Regions from separate parts of the Rattus norvegicus genome. Here region 1 is linked to region 2. A link is a contact called in public Hi-C data. All regions are on one chromosome and are shown on one strand. The core of a region is the stretch at or near the end of the contact, and the rest is flanking DNA. Distances in the headings are between cores, read along the strand shown.

Region 1 (6,540 bases), core at 948-3,447, 46 kb before region 2:
ACCAGCTCTCATCTTTAAACTGTTAAGCTGAAATAAATATACCAACGGCGTTGAACCACTATCCATTTAATTTCTTAAAAAGAAAACAAAAACAAAACAACAACAACAAAAATCCCGTGACTTTTGTCTCCTTACTCCCAAACTTTGAATTGATTTTTACCAAACTTAAGTTTTAAAAATAAAGACCTTAAGTGGAAACAAACAAACTCACTCCCAAAACTGCATCTATTTGGGCAAGCAACTCTACCAGATGTTCAAAATAAAAATTTACCTACCTGTCTTCATCACCATCAACAGGAATAGCTATGCTGAATACAGAGGTGGCCAGACTGTTCATAGGTGTTAATTGAAGAGGGTTTGCCAGGGCATCTGCAACTGGAGGCTTCACAACAGGCTTATTTTCAGCAATGAGAGAAAGTGGTGCTTGAGGTAGGGGTTCTGATTTTCTTCTAGTATCGTCAATTTGCCTGACTAAAGACTGGGTCTGAGTCTGAAACTGGCTTAGATCAGACTGTGGTAGACTTGTTGGTGCACTGTGTGTGCCTTGCGCTAAGGGTGGACCAACTTGCTGGATGACGCTGCTGCTCCGGCTGACTGGCGTATGGCCGCTCAGCTGCTGAGACTGGCCCAGAGGCGCGGGTACATTTGGCATAGTAACAGAAGTGGTGGGCACAACAGGCACGCTTGGAACGGGTACCGCTGCAGGCACGTTTGGAACTCCGGGCACCACGGTGTGAGGACCACCAGGCACGGCTGACAGCTGAACACTGCCACCCATATGTGGCGGAGGCTGCACGGACTGGGGCTGCCCAACCCCGGTCAGCCCAGAGCCAGGCTGCACCACGCCTCCTATAGCAGCTGGGGCCACTCCGGCCGGCTGACAAGGAGCGGCCTGGCCCACGGGAACCGGACCCGGGGCCACGACTTCACTGGGCTGGGCAGAGGCGCCCATCATCTGGGCACCCAAGGAAGAAACGCTCTGGCCAGATCCCAGAGGAAAGCTGGCCGCTGAAGCAGAGGTCGCGCTAGCGCTGGTAGACAAGGGCTGCGCAGGGCTTGGTGGCTGCAGGGCCACGTGCGGCGGCAGGTACTCACTCTGGCCCGATGGCTGGACCGGCAACAAATGCCCGGGTGGTATCGGAGGCTGGGGATAGGCGAACTGCTGTGACAACGAGGAGCCGACCGCCGGGCCAGGCTGAGCTGTCAGGGCCACAGGCTGTGCCAGGTTGACATTCGGCGGCGGCGGCAGCCCCTGGCCAACAGGCCCGGGGAGGGCGCCGCCGGCTACGGCTCCCTGGAGCTGAGTTGGCTGAGTGGCTGCCGTCATTGGCTGCGACCCGGTCGCTGCTCCGGGGAACAGCGGCAGCGACACCGAACTTGGAGCCACAGCCCCACCTACGGGCGGTGGAGGCTGTGGCTGCCCAACGCTGAAACTCTGCGGCTGGGCGAGAGTGGGCTGGCTCATTTTCTCCGACGGGGGTAGCTGTGACACAGCAGTCAAGGAGCTGTCAGTTCCCGAGTCCAGCCCGTGCGCCCCCTGCATGGAGGCCACCACCACCACCACCGACCCTCCGGTGGCGCCCAAGCCGCTGTCCCGCTCTGCAGTCTGCTCCAAAGTATTGCTGTGTCTAATGCAATCCCCGGACCTACTGAGGACGCTACTATCTGAATCCCGCTCGTAGTATTCCATACACGTCCATCGGCCGCGCCGATACGGCTCTCCGCTCCCGTGGTCTAGTTTGATCACGCGGAAACGGGAACTACAAGTGGCAGGGGGCTGAGATGGAGTTGCACTACTTGGCCCAGGAGCAGACACTGAAGTGGCAACCGCCGCCAGGGTCTGGGAGAGTGCCCCTGCCACGCTCCGGGCCGGCACGCCGCCGCCTCCGTTGGCGGGCACAGCTGAAGCGGCTGCCAGCTGCCCATCTAGGATGAGGTTCGGGGACACAGTCCCGGGAGTTTCCGCATCCCCGACATTGTTGAGCGTCTCTTCCGAGGAGCTGCGCTCGCACACCTCCTCTGGGCCGTAATCCGTGGCCCGAGAAACGTCGAAGATCTCGGAGGACACGTCCTCCGTGCGCGACTCGTCCGGGTCGTCCAGGCTCTCGGTGTCCTCGGTGATGCTAGTGGCCACCTGGGCCGTGGTGACACTGGTGATCTGGAAGCAGCTCTTCTTCTTGGCCGGCATCTTGGACATGGTGGAAAAGGCTGGAGGACAGAGGCTCCTCTGGGACCCCACCGGAAACCGAGAAGGGCCGAGCACGGGCCCCCAAAGACAAAGTCCGAGTTCGCGCCTGGGTCTACGGCCCACGCCGCAAGTCACGGGCTGCTCTGGGCGCCGGCGTCTAGGCGCGACATCCTCCTCCTTCCTTCTCACCTCCCGCGGCAGTGGTGCCTCAATTCAACCCGTCAGTGACGGTCCGAGCGTGGTTCAGGGGCGGGCCGGCTGCTCGCACAGCTCAGCCGCCGCGGTCAGTCCAGCCCGGCGCTCGGCGCGGTCAGCAGGCCCGGCTGGGGGTGGAGCGCAGGGCGCAGGAGGCGGCGGCGGCGGCGTGAGGGGCGGTTCTGCCCCGCTCGGGCTCTTTTGGCCGGGTCCCGCGGCTGCTCCCGCGCGGCGACGCGGAGGAAGAAGGCGGAGCGGCGAGGCCGGGACCGGCGCTTCCTGACGGGGCTGGAGGTCCGCGGCGGGAGGCAGCCCTCCGTCCCGGGCTCTAGCCCGAGCGCAGTCCCGGGGCCATGCCGGCGGTGGCGGCGGAAGCCCGCTCGGGGGCGGGGAAGGCCGGCAGTCTGGCCTCCCTCAGGGAGCCACCCGCTGCGGCGGGCCCGGCCTCCTCGCGGCTCTGAGGCGCGTGAGGGGCGGCGGCGGCTGAAGGAACGGCAAGCGTGCGGAGGCGCTCGGCGGCGTGAGGGGGACCGGTGGAGGCGTCTTCCGCTTCTCCTCGGCGCGGCCGGTTCGTAGACTCCGGAAAAACTGAAATTCAAACTGCTGAAGCAGCGGCTGCAGCTCCCTCCACTCGGCCAAGATGGGGCTGAAATGGCCGCGCCAGGGATGCTGGGAGGAGCAGCAGCCCCGCAGCCGCTGCCGCCGCAGACTAAAATGCCGCCGCTGCCGCAGCCACCGCCAGCGCCGCAGCCGCCGCCGTTCCGTGACGCGTCGGCGTCGTGACGTCACCGCCCCGCCCCCTCCGGTTTCCTGCAGCTTCTCGTGGAGGCTTGAGGGGGGTTCGTGGGCGGGGCCAAAGGGCAGAGAAAAGGGAGCGGGTTCTTTATTTAAAATTTTTTCAAATTTAAATTTTACGCTGCAGGTTCATTAGGAGTTGAGACGCCAGAGGACGGTTTTTATTTGCAATCCTGGAACGTCGCACGGTTTAGTGCCGGCGTGTGGAAATCCTGGATGACCCGAGGTCATGTGCTGGGTCTAACGTTTAACAGAGTCTTAGTGGAACCCGGGTGATAGGGGAGAAAAGTAGGGCGATCCAGCTGCAGAAGAGATGTATGTCTGGAGAAAGCGAGTCGCGTTAAAAAGCCCTGAAAATATGATAGTCGGAGAAGTGAGATTTAAGAGAAACGAGGGTGACAAACACAGAACAGCAAGCCAGACTGAATTAGAAAGATGATCTTTCAGACAGAAATTCTGTTTTCAACAACAGCGTTAGGGATGATTACTTGCCCAGAGTAAAGTCGGGTTTCGAAAAAGATTAGGAGTTAGTAACATATTCCAAATTTCCCAGGATTTGCTGTGATTCAAGCCTGCAAGAGTTCATTTAACTTTTGAGACGTTGAACGTGAAATCTGCTTATAGGTTCCAAAGTTGAAGAGCCTATGGTGTTAAATAAGTGGAGCTCTTTTGATTGTGCTAAGGCCTTGTTGTTACTTGGTTTGCATCATGCACAATAAAATACCTCTTTCTTCCAGGACTAAGTCAGACAGCAGCTCTGAAAGTGCCACTGAATTTTCCATCTGGTAGCTACTTCCTAATCAAAACCAAGAGTCCATTTGAAAAAAAAAAAAAAAAAAGAGGGAGAGAGACCTGTTGTAGCCTAGGCTACTTACTTAAACCAAAGTGGCCTTGAACTTAGAGTGAGCTTCCTGCCTCTGCCTCCCAAGTGCTGGCAATCAGCTCCACATTGGGAGGGTGAGGATGTTATTTTAAACACTGGCCACTCTTGAACTCTTGATATATGAAAAGAGCTCCCATTTAGCTAAAGTCTGAGAAGTTTTGCTGGAACTCAAGATGTCAGATTTATTGCAGCTTTTAGAGATCATATCAGGCTGACTCATTTAAAGTAGTTTACTCAGTTCTTCAACCGTAAAAGAACTCTTTTATCCAACAACAGATTGAGAATTAAAATTTACACAGTTTTTTAAGGTACTTAGCTGTAATTTACAGAGATAAATATTTTAAACTCAATAGAAACTGTGCTTCAAACCCAAATGACAGAGGTCAGTATAAAAACCAATACCTCCCTGTTTCTTGAGGGGGCACAGGAAAAAACGAAACTGTTACATGCTGTTATTATTATGCCTGAGATAGCTGATGGAATACTTCATTTCTAAATCTGTAATCAGTAATTTCTCAAGACAATATGGTAGAAATAATTGGCTTGTTAAATCCAATGTGAATTTATAATAGATTATTTTAATTTTGATGTTAAAATTGGTTATCAGTTTATGAAACTATGTTAGTTTCAGAAAAATAAATACCATATGCCTGATCATGATATTGCATTATCTTATTATGTAAATTTCCCTTTCTGATTATTAGTGTGATATTCCTCTGTCACACAATTAAAGGGGGAAGAGTAATCTGTAAGCATTCATTCTTAAACAACAGGTGAGCTCTACTATGACAGGAATGTAAACATAAAACTAATTTGAAGAAACAAGAACAACATTTCTTCTACAAGGGGAGTAGAAAGTGTTAAAAAAGACATCTTAGGATTAAGTTAAAATATTTAGATGTTTCATGAAGTTGTGTGTGTGTGTGTGTGTGTTTTTAACTGTTTTCTTGAGAATAGCATTTTCCAAACAGTTAAAGACCCCACTTTTGTATATTTTTCCCTTAAAAAAATGCAGAACTCATGAAGCTGAGACAGATGGATCACTTGAGCACAGGAGTTTCAGGCCAGTCACCTTCCTACCTCATTAATATCCTGTTTCTTAACAAACAAGCAAATCCTAGGTTAAAAAAAAAGAGAGAGAAAATGAGAATTTTTTTTACTTTAGACTGTTGGGAAGAAATGAAAAGAATTCTTAGATGTAGGAATTTTGAAATCTATGTATAAAGGACAACCAAACTATTCCCAAACTACAAAAAGAATATAATTCATAGTTGTCCACAAGGAATTAAAAGTCTACAAATAACAAAATGACAAAAAATAAATAAATAATAAAATCAATAAAAAGTAAATCAGTCAATAGACTGCAGCCTTCGTGTAAGTACCTTTGCTAGTGTGTAGAGAGTTGTTAATAAGTAACATGCAGCCTCATTGGAATTGGAGAGGTCCCTGGAGAGCCAGACTTAAAGGCGTTAATGCAGTTATCCTGGCTCCATGCCTGTACCCACAAACCATGCACTGGAGGCAGTGGGAATCCTGATTCTGCTCTCTTAGCCCCCAACTTGACCATTTGACTTACATCTGGTACTTCCCCAAAGACTTCAGTTTTCAGCAGCATACGGGAAGTACAGAAGAAAGAACAACGTAGGGGGAAAAACAACCCTAAAAACTAAGGCCTCGCTGCACTGATGAAAAAACAATGCTGCGGCAACGTGAGCTTTGCATTATTTGTAAAGAGCACACTTCCGCTAGGCCACTGTCTTCCGGATTCTTGCACTTCTAGTCATCAGATGGTAGACAAGACCCATGGGTTCTCAAGAAAGCCTAACATCTCCATCTACCAGTGAATGATGGCCCATGAAAGACTCAGAAGAAATGCATGATGTTTTCAGTAGAAGTTAAGCAACTATCTACATTAAGGAAAATATCTTCAGAAGTGATACTAAACCCAGTGATATTTACTGTACATTGGACAGCCTACGTTCCAGCCATCATGTTGATTCTGGGATTTAGAAAAAGTTCATGTTTGTTTGTCTGTCTTTCTTTCTTTCTTTCTTTCTTTCTTTCTTTCTTTCTTTCTTTCTCTCTTTCTTTCCTTCCCTTCCTTCCTTCCTTCCCTCCTCCTTCTCCTCCTTCTCTTCCTTCTTCTTCTTTTGCCTCCATGGGAGACCAGAAGTTTTCCAAATTACTTGAAAAAACACAAAATGAAGGAGTGTTTTTCAGCTTTTAAAAGGAATCAATTGGGGCTAGAGAGATGGCTCAGTGGCTAAGAGCACTGACTGCTCTTCCAGAGGTCCTGAGTTCAATTCCCAGCAACCACATGGTGGCTCACAACCATCTGTGATGGGATCCGATGCCCTCTCCTGGTATGTTTGAAGACAGCTACAGTGTACTCATATATATAAAGTAAATCTTTAAAAATAAAAAAGGAATCAATAAAAAAAATACACAGTTGTGTAAGCAAGCACTCTTTAGATTTTTA
Region 2 (6,635 bases), core at 2,088-4,587:
AGATCTTCAATCAGCAATCAGAAGTGCTAGAATAGCTTTTCAGCTAATAAGAGACTATACTACCTGTCATTGTACAAGCTTGGCTGAGAGAACTAGTCAAAGAACCTTCAAACATATGCCATTCATCTACTCCACTAGGGTGTTCCAGTTCTACTCTTGAATTGGATAAAGTCTTTCAGCTCTAATCCATCTCTACATCTAGGCACTCACCAATGTAAGAGACAGTTTAAATTTGCTCATATGTTTATTATACAAATGCTATTTAGATCAGTGTCTCCCACGCCACAAACATTTGCTGTACTTGGCATTAAACTTTTAAAGATAGATTTTGCTGGCAGGAAAAATGTGTTGCTGAGAAACTTACGTGTTTATTTCTTCATCATAGAAACAGTAATTTTACTGATTGCGATTCTGTAGTTCCTCATCCCAGGTCAGAAAGCCCAGAGTGAAAGCTGATGCCAAATCATAGAAATTCTGTTGTGTCTTGATATTTGAATGCTTACTCTTTCCTAGAACTGTTTTCTGTTTCTATTTTTACTACCATCGTTGTCGTATTTGTACCTAGAAGTACATTTTTTTCCTCCAATTTTTTATTCGAACTCGAAAGCAAACATGTATTTTGTTGAACAACTTAATGTAGGAAGGACATGTGATGGCAGTGATAGGTGTGAGGGAGTGCTGGAGTCCACCGTGGAACAGACCGTTGCCCAGTGCCGTCATCTGAGTGGTATGGAGCAGCGTGGAGTTTACAAAGATGCAGACACAGCCCCTAACCTGCTTCCTGACCATGGGATCGCCCAGACTCTGGGCTGTGCCAGAGGCCGAGATGAGGGACGCTCCACTTTCTGGATTAGACCTCTTTGAAGGACCACCATGGTCCTGTGATGCGACTGAGGGCTATGTGTGGTCCTGATGGGGCCAGGGGTGAGGTGGATGTTGGTGGCCTGTCTTACCTATTTCATGCTATGTGGTTGTCTGGCCTTGGGCTGTGTTGATTTTTGTGGGCCTGTGCTGTTCCTAGGACCATGTAAATGTGGGTGACCTGTGCTACCTACCTGAGACTGTGGTGCTTGCTGTCTGGGTCCCTGTAACCACCAAGGGCCAAGTCTGGGTCTAGGGATCTGCTGCAGCCTGAAGCCATGTTGATATCCATGGTCCAGGCTGCCTCCAAGGACCTTGCTAGGTCCATGGTCCTAATGTATCTGGACCGTGTTCACGATGCCAGAAACCACGAGCAAAAGTCCTTGATCTGAGCTCCAGCTGACTGTAAGGAACAAGAAAGCTACTTTGTGTTGTCCGTAACTGCCAATGCACAATTGAGAAAGAGGGACAAGAAAGGCTTCCATAATAACCCCTCCCCTCGCCCTGAACATAGCAGCCTAAATAGGAAGCCACTGAAAAAGAACTCATAAAAATTGTGATAAGCAGAAAAACACACATGGTATGCACTCATTGATAAGTGGCTATTAGCCCAAATGCTTGAATTGCCCTAGATGCACAGAACACATGAAACTCAAGACGGATGATCAAAAGGTAGTGCTTCACTCCTTCTTTAAAAGGGGAACAAGAATACCCTTGGCATGGAATAGAGAGGCAAAGATTAAAACAGAGACTGAAGGAACACCCATTCAGAGCCTGCCCCACATGTGGCCCATACATATACAGCCACCCAATTAGACAAGATGGATGAAGCAAAGAAGTGCAGACTGACAGGAGCCGGATGTAGATCGCTCCTGAGAGACACAGCCAGAATACAGCAAATACAGAGGTGAATCCCAGCAGCAAACCACTGAACTGAGAATAGGTCCCCCGTTGAAGGAATCAGAGAAAGAACTGGAAGAGCTTGAAGGGGCTCGAGACCACATATGAACAACAATGCCCACCAACCAGAGCTTCCAGGGACTAAGCCACTACCCAAAGACTATACATGGACTGACCCTGGACTCTGACCTCATAGGTAGCAGTGAATAGCCTAGTAAGAGCACCAGTGGAAGGCGAAGCCCTTGGTCCTGCTAAGACTGAACCCCCAGTGAACGTGATTGTTGGGGGGAGGGCGGTAATGGGGGGAGGATGGGGAGGGGAACACCCATAAAGAAGGGGAGGGGGAGGGATTAGGGGGATGTTGGCCCGGAAACCGGGAAAAGGAATAACAATCGAAATGTAAATAAGAAATACTCAAGTTAATAAATAAATAAATAAATAAATAAATAAATAAATAAAAGAAGACATAATAATAGAAAAAATAATATAAGGATGATGAGGTGATAAGGATGCTGAAGTGTAGCTCTCTACAACTGATGGCTTCTGGAGGGGGCGCAGGTGAGGAACTCAATTTTCTTTAGGGGGCAGGCCACTGGAGTTTAACTATGCTCCAGTAAGTGTATGGGCAATACACATTGGACTTCTTGCTGTTAGTGTTGGAGGAAAAGGGCATGGGAGGACTGGGAAATGAGCACAATTGGGGTATACAAGGTGCAATTCCTAAGGAAACAATCAAAGTATTGCTTTGAAAAAAATTATTGACATTGCTCTAAACATTTCTAAGGCTTTGCTCTCTGTTAATCTTCATAGTTTATAAACCCTTCAGTAACCTGGTCTAGGAGAATCTGCAGGGATAAACCCCTCTGTGCTTGCTTCCCACTTTACATTCTGCACTTCCCAGCTTCTGCTAAACGCCTGTTTTTGAATCAGGCACCTTATTACTTTACGCTGTGGACTCCTTCAGGGGCAAGTGTGGGCGTCTTTTTAGTCTTTCAATGCCCAGCACAATGCCAGGTAAGGATTTGTGTTGTATTATACGGTCCTAGCTGGTACAGGAACTGAAACCCAGTTTAGTTTTTAGGAGGGAAGGGTGGTGGAGGCTTTCCTTCCTTTTGCGCTTTTCAGTGTTGGTTAATTTAAAAAACAAATCAGAGAAATGTAAGCATTATTTTAACAACTGATACTGTAGAACAAGATGGTACCCACCTCTTGTGACCAGTGACAGAGGCCAGTCTGGGTGAGCAAAAGAAGAAGGTGTGGCAGCAACTCCTGCTCTCAGAGAGCACAGCCTCCTCTCCCATTGGCTTTGGATTGGTAAAGTCATCAGGAGGCTCCAATGACTGATTTTAGGAGAGGGACACAGCAATTTTGTATAAACTTTTTTCGGCAGAAAAAACGTACTTTCTTTCTTCCAGCTGTTTCCTTTCAAGGGCCTGGTGTTACTGGGATGAACACCTCGTGTACATGATTCAGACGCTGCAATGACTGGATGTGATCATTTAAAGCATGAGGCACGGGCCCTGACTTTTCTATTCTGACCCTGGCGCTCTTTGAGCAGTTGGTTAATCACAGCTCGAAAGTGACTTATCTGTGATGTGTAATATGACTAAGTGAGCAGCTAAGCAGTTTCATTGTGATCCTGCAGTCACTGGAATTCCTGTCACCTTTCCAACAGTTAAGTCATTTTGCATAACAGCAGGGTGACATCACTGAGTTGCCAGATTATTGGCTGAAGACAAAGGGGAAAAAAATGCTTCCTGGACTGTAAACCTTTCCCAGAGCTAAATGAGTTTCTGCAGTACACTCCGGGAGCTTTGGCGTGTCCTGCCCAGGCTGAAGCCTAGCTGGAGATTTAGCAACGTGCCTAACTGTAAAGTCTCTTCCCTCCACAGGGACAGCCTGTGGAGGATAAAGGGCCAGAGAAAGGAGACAACGACAATGTTGTTGTCTCTTTCTGGAAGGACTGGTTTACAAGATGCAGTTCATTGCTTTGTATGTCCACACTGAAGGAACAGTCCGCTGGGGCCCAGTTGCAAACTGCTTATGGCTGAGAGCCTGAATTATTTCCAGGGGGAAATGGTAGTGTAGATTAATCAGCAGAGAGCACTCAAACTTCCAATTTATTTAACTGCTTAAAAATCTCACACTCTAAAACTACTGATGGAAATGCCCCTAAAGTAGAGGTATGAGGGCAACTTATGTGATAATGTCTAAGAATTATTGTTCACTGTGTACCCGAGTTGTTCTAAGGGATGACCATATACCGGTGAGCTTAGTCCAACGAAGCAACCACTATGCTGTCTCTAAGCTACTTACCGAGAAGGGAATGGAGACGCTAGGATCTCACAATCAAGAAAACTGAGGGCAGAGAGCTCAGCAGCAGCTCAGCAGTCTTGGTTGTTGCCTCCTGTTGCATTATTGTGATAACGACAATTACACTACCTACTGCTCCTTAGTCTACTGAATGCTTGTAATGTAACCAGCTCTGAACAAGAACCACGCCATCCATTCATTAACTCTGCCAATGAAATGATTCTTATCATCCCTATTATGGGAGATCGGGAGCCGGGGACTGGGAAATTCTGCCACACAGAAGGTAGATGTTGAGTCATGGTGCCGTTCCTGTCGAGATCTGGATTCTGCGTGTTTAACGCAGTGCTGTGTTGTTTCGATAGCTGCTGTTTATTGAACAGCAGCTAATGTGCAAGCCAGATCGTAGGTATTAGTGGCTAGCTTTATAGCTTTATAGGGGGAGAAAACTGAAGTTCTAAGCAGTCAGGCAGCTTGTCAGCTTCTGAGTGGCAGAATCAGGACCCTCCCTCCTTATCACCTCCCTCAGATCTAGAGCTTTACTGCAGGTCCCCTGCCACAGGACAAGAGGGAAATTAAGGGAAGGGCTGGTTTCTCAAGAGGTTCTGAGAGCGCTGTCTTGGTCTTAAAATCTTCCAAGGAGTGGAGGCTGGTAAAGGGAGGCTAGAAATGGCCTAGAAACCACCTAGGGTGGTTGCTCTGACTTAGACCATAAATTTAGACCCCCTGAAGCTCCTTCTCCAACTGACGAGTCTGGCTGATACGCTGGATACGGGCAGATGCCTGTCTCCCTTTACTTCTCTTTTTTTTCCGCACTGAACTCAGCATTTCAAAACAGCACTGCCTCATTCCTCATTTAGCCTGGAGCTTGGAGTCCCATCAGCTCTCTCGCCTTGTAAGGGTTTTCTCCCTGCCCCTAGCACTGCTCTTGCTCTGTAGCACATATTCAGTTCTCTGGAATGCAGCCACCCATGAGCGTGACACATGTTTCCAGAAGGCTCTAGAAATGCGTCTGATGAGTAGGTTTAATTTTGTTAAAGGCCTATAGACATTCTGCTATGTAATACTCTATTAGTTTCATGGAAGGCACCCCTGCCTTTAAAATGTAACAATTTACAAACACTGAAATCAATAGAAAGCACAAGGCTGCAAACTAAGAAACCAACAGGTTGAATACTTCAGAAACATTTCAGAGTTTTCAAAAAGCAAGAGCCTGGGGTAGATTGAAACTCTTACTCTATTAAAGAAAAATTGAATACATCCATTTAATAATTTAAGGAATATTTTTTTTGGAGAGGCAGAGACTAAAAATATGTAGGACATATCTTAGTAAATACCATACAGTGGAAAAAAATCGTAAGATATGATTGTTCAAACAGGGAAGAAAGTCCTCTGTAGAGAATCTGTGGAAGGGGGAGAGGCTTGGCTAGAACTAGAAAAACTGGTGGAGTTTTAAGGGTTGACATAGAGGTTAGAGAAAGGACAGTCCACACAGGGAGCTAGCATGTGATTAAGAGATAAGACCATGCAGTCATGAATCTTGCTCCAGGGAGCACAGTTCTTATGCAATATGAGACTCTTCTATAAAAATCTACAGGGATAATCAAGGATTTGTATTACTTTTAATATGAGAGAATAGGATGTAGAAGAAAAAATAGCATTAGAAGTCTCAAAATTAGGAAAGGGAACATCACAACTACTGCTGGCAACTACTGCTGAATTCAGGAATGACCCTTTAGCAGAGGGTACACTTACCATTGTGAATAAGTCAATGGCAGTGGACATAAAGCTAACGCTAACTCAGTGGATAGGAAGCCACTCGTGTCATCTGAACTTCCTGGCCACTTCTTCCCAGCTCTAAGTCTATATTCCTGAATGAAGAAAAGATCCTTCTATTCAAAGAGGATGAATAATGCCTGGAATGTTTACTCATGCTGTTTGCGATCCTAATCAACGTCTAGGGATATTTTTATAGCCGAGACTGCCTTAAGATAAATGAGTTCTCTCCGGCCTTTTGATCATTAAGTGCTTTGGGATATGGTCGGAAGAAGTTCACTTCATTTACTCAGACACTGAGGGAGTTCCTAGGTTGGTGCCCGATGGTCTGTGTTTTCTGCTGTGCCCTGCTGGCATAGTACAGTGCTAACCGGATATGGTAAACATGTATGTCATTTCACAGATAGGTTTTAACAGACGCCATGACTTCTACTCTGCTCTCTCTGAGGTCATTTTCTCGGAAGGAAGCCAGCTGCCGTGTCTGTGTCATGAGGATACTCAGAAACCTATAGAGGCTCATTTTGGAAGAACAACCAAGGTCTGCTAACAGAGAGGAAGGGAAGGTTTTGGTCAACAGTTATGTGACTTAGATGTCTTAGAAGTAGAATCAACAGCCCCAAACATGCCTTTGTGTGACTGTAGCTCTGGTCCCTCCCACCACTGGCCTTTGGCAGTACTGCAGGTTAACTCTAGGCTCCTATGCACAAGAAGTCAGTGTTGCAGCCTTTAGGACCTGACATTTGGACTTGTGCCTATGAAAGACCCCGAGTCACAACTCAGCTAAGCCA

What was found. A called contact is a pair of places that touch in the nucleus more often than the background predicts.
Region 1: a contact with region 2 is called in a Hi-C map of kidney, with 2.1 times the contacts expected there. The contact joins the promoter of Tsc22d2 here to the enhancer-like site in region 2. A contact is called at or near these places in 6 of 12 Hi-C or Micro-C datasets (the A7r5 cell line, the Rat2 cell line, Schwann cells and 3 more).

What each region holds. Positions count from the first base shown.
Region 1 is chr2:144,792,697-144,799,236 of GRCr8, reverse strand. It overlaps Tsc22d2 (TSC22 domain family, member 2), which reads right to left and starts at 2,197. Exons shown (of 4, transcript NM_001191960.1): 1 at 276-2,197. The coding sequence starts at 2,197.
Region 2 is chr2:144,748,188-144,754,822 of GRCr8, reverse strand. All of the region lies in intron 1 of Rpl12-ps2 (ribosomal protein L12, pseudogene 2), which reads left to right. Among named protein-coding and RNA genes, the nearest start is that of Rpl12-ps2, 35 kb to the left of the region's middle. Within about 2 kb of position 3,337, at least 28 of the 93 cell types and tissues checked have an H3K27ac peak or open chromatin away from gene starts, as enhancers often do. A contact at or near this core is called in the A7r5 cell line, Schwann cells and kidney, where this site is marked.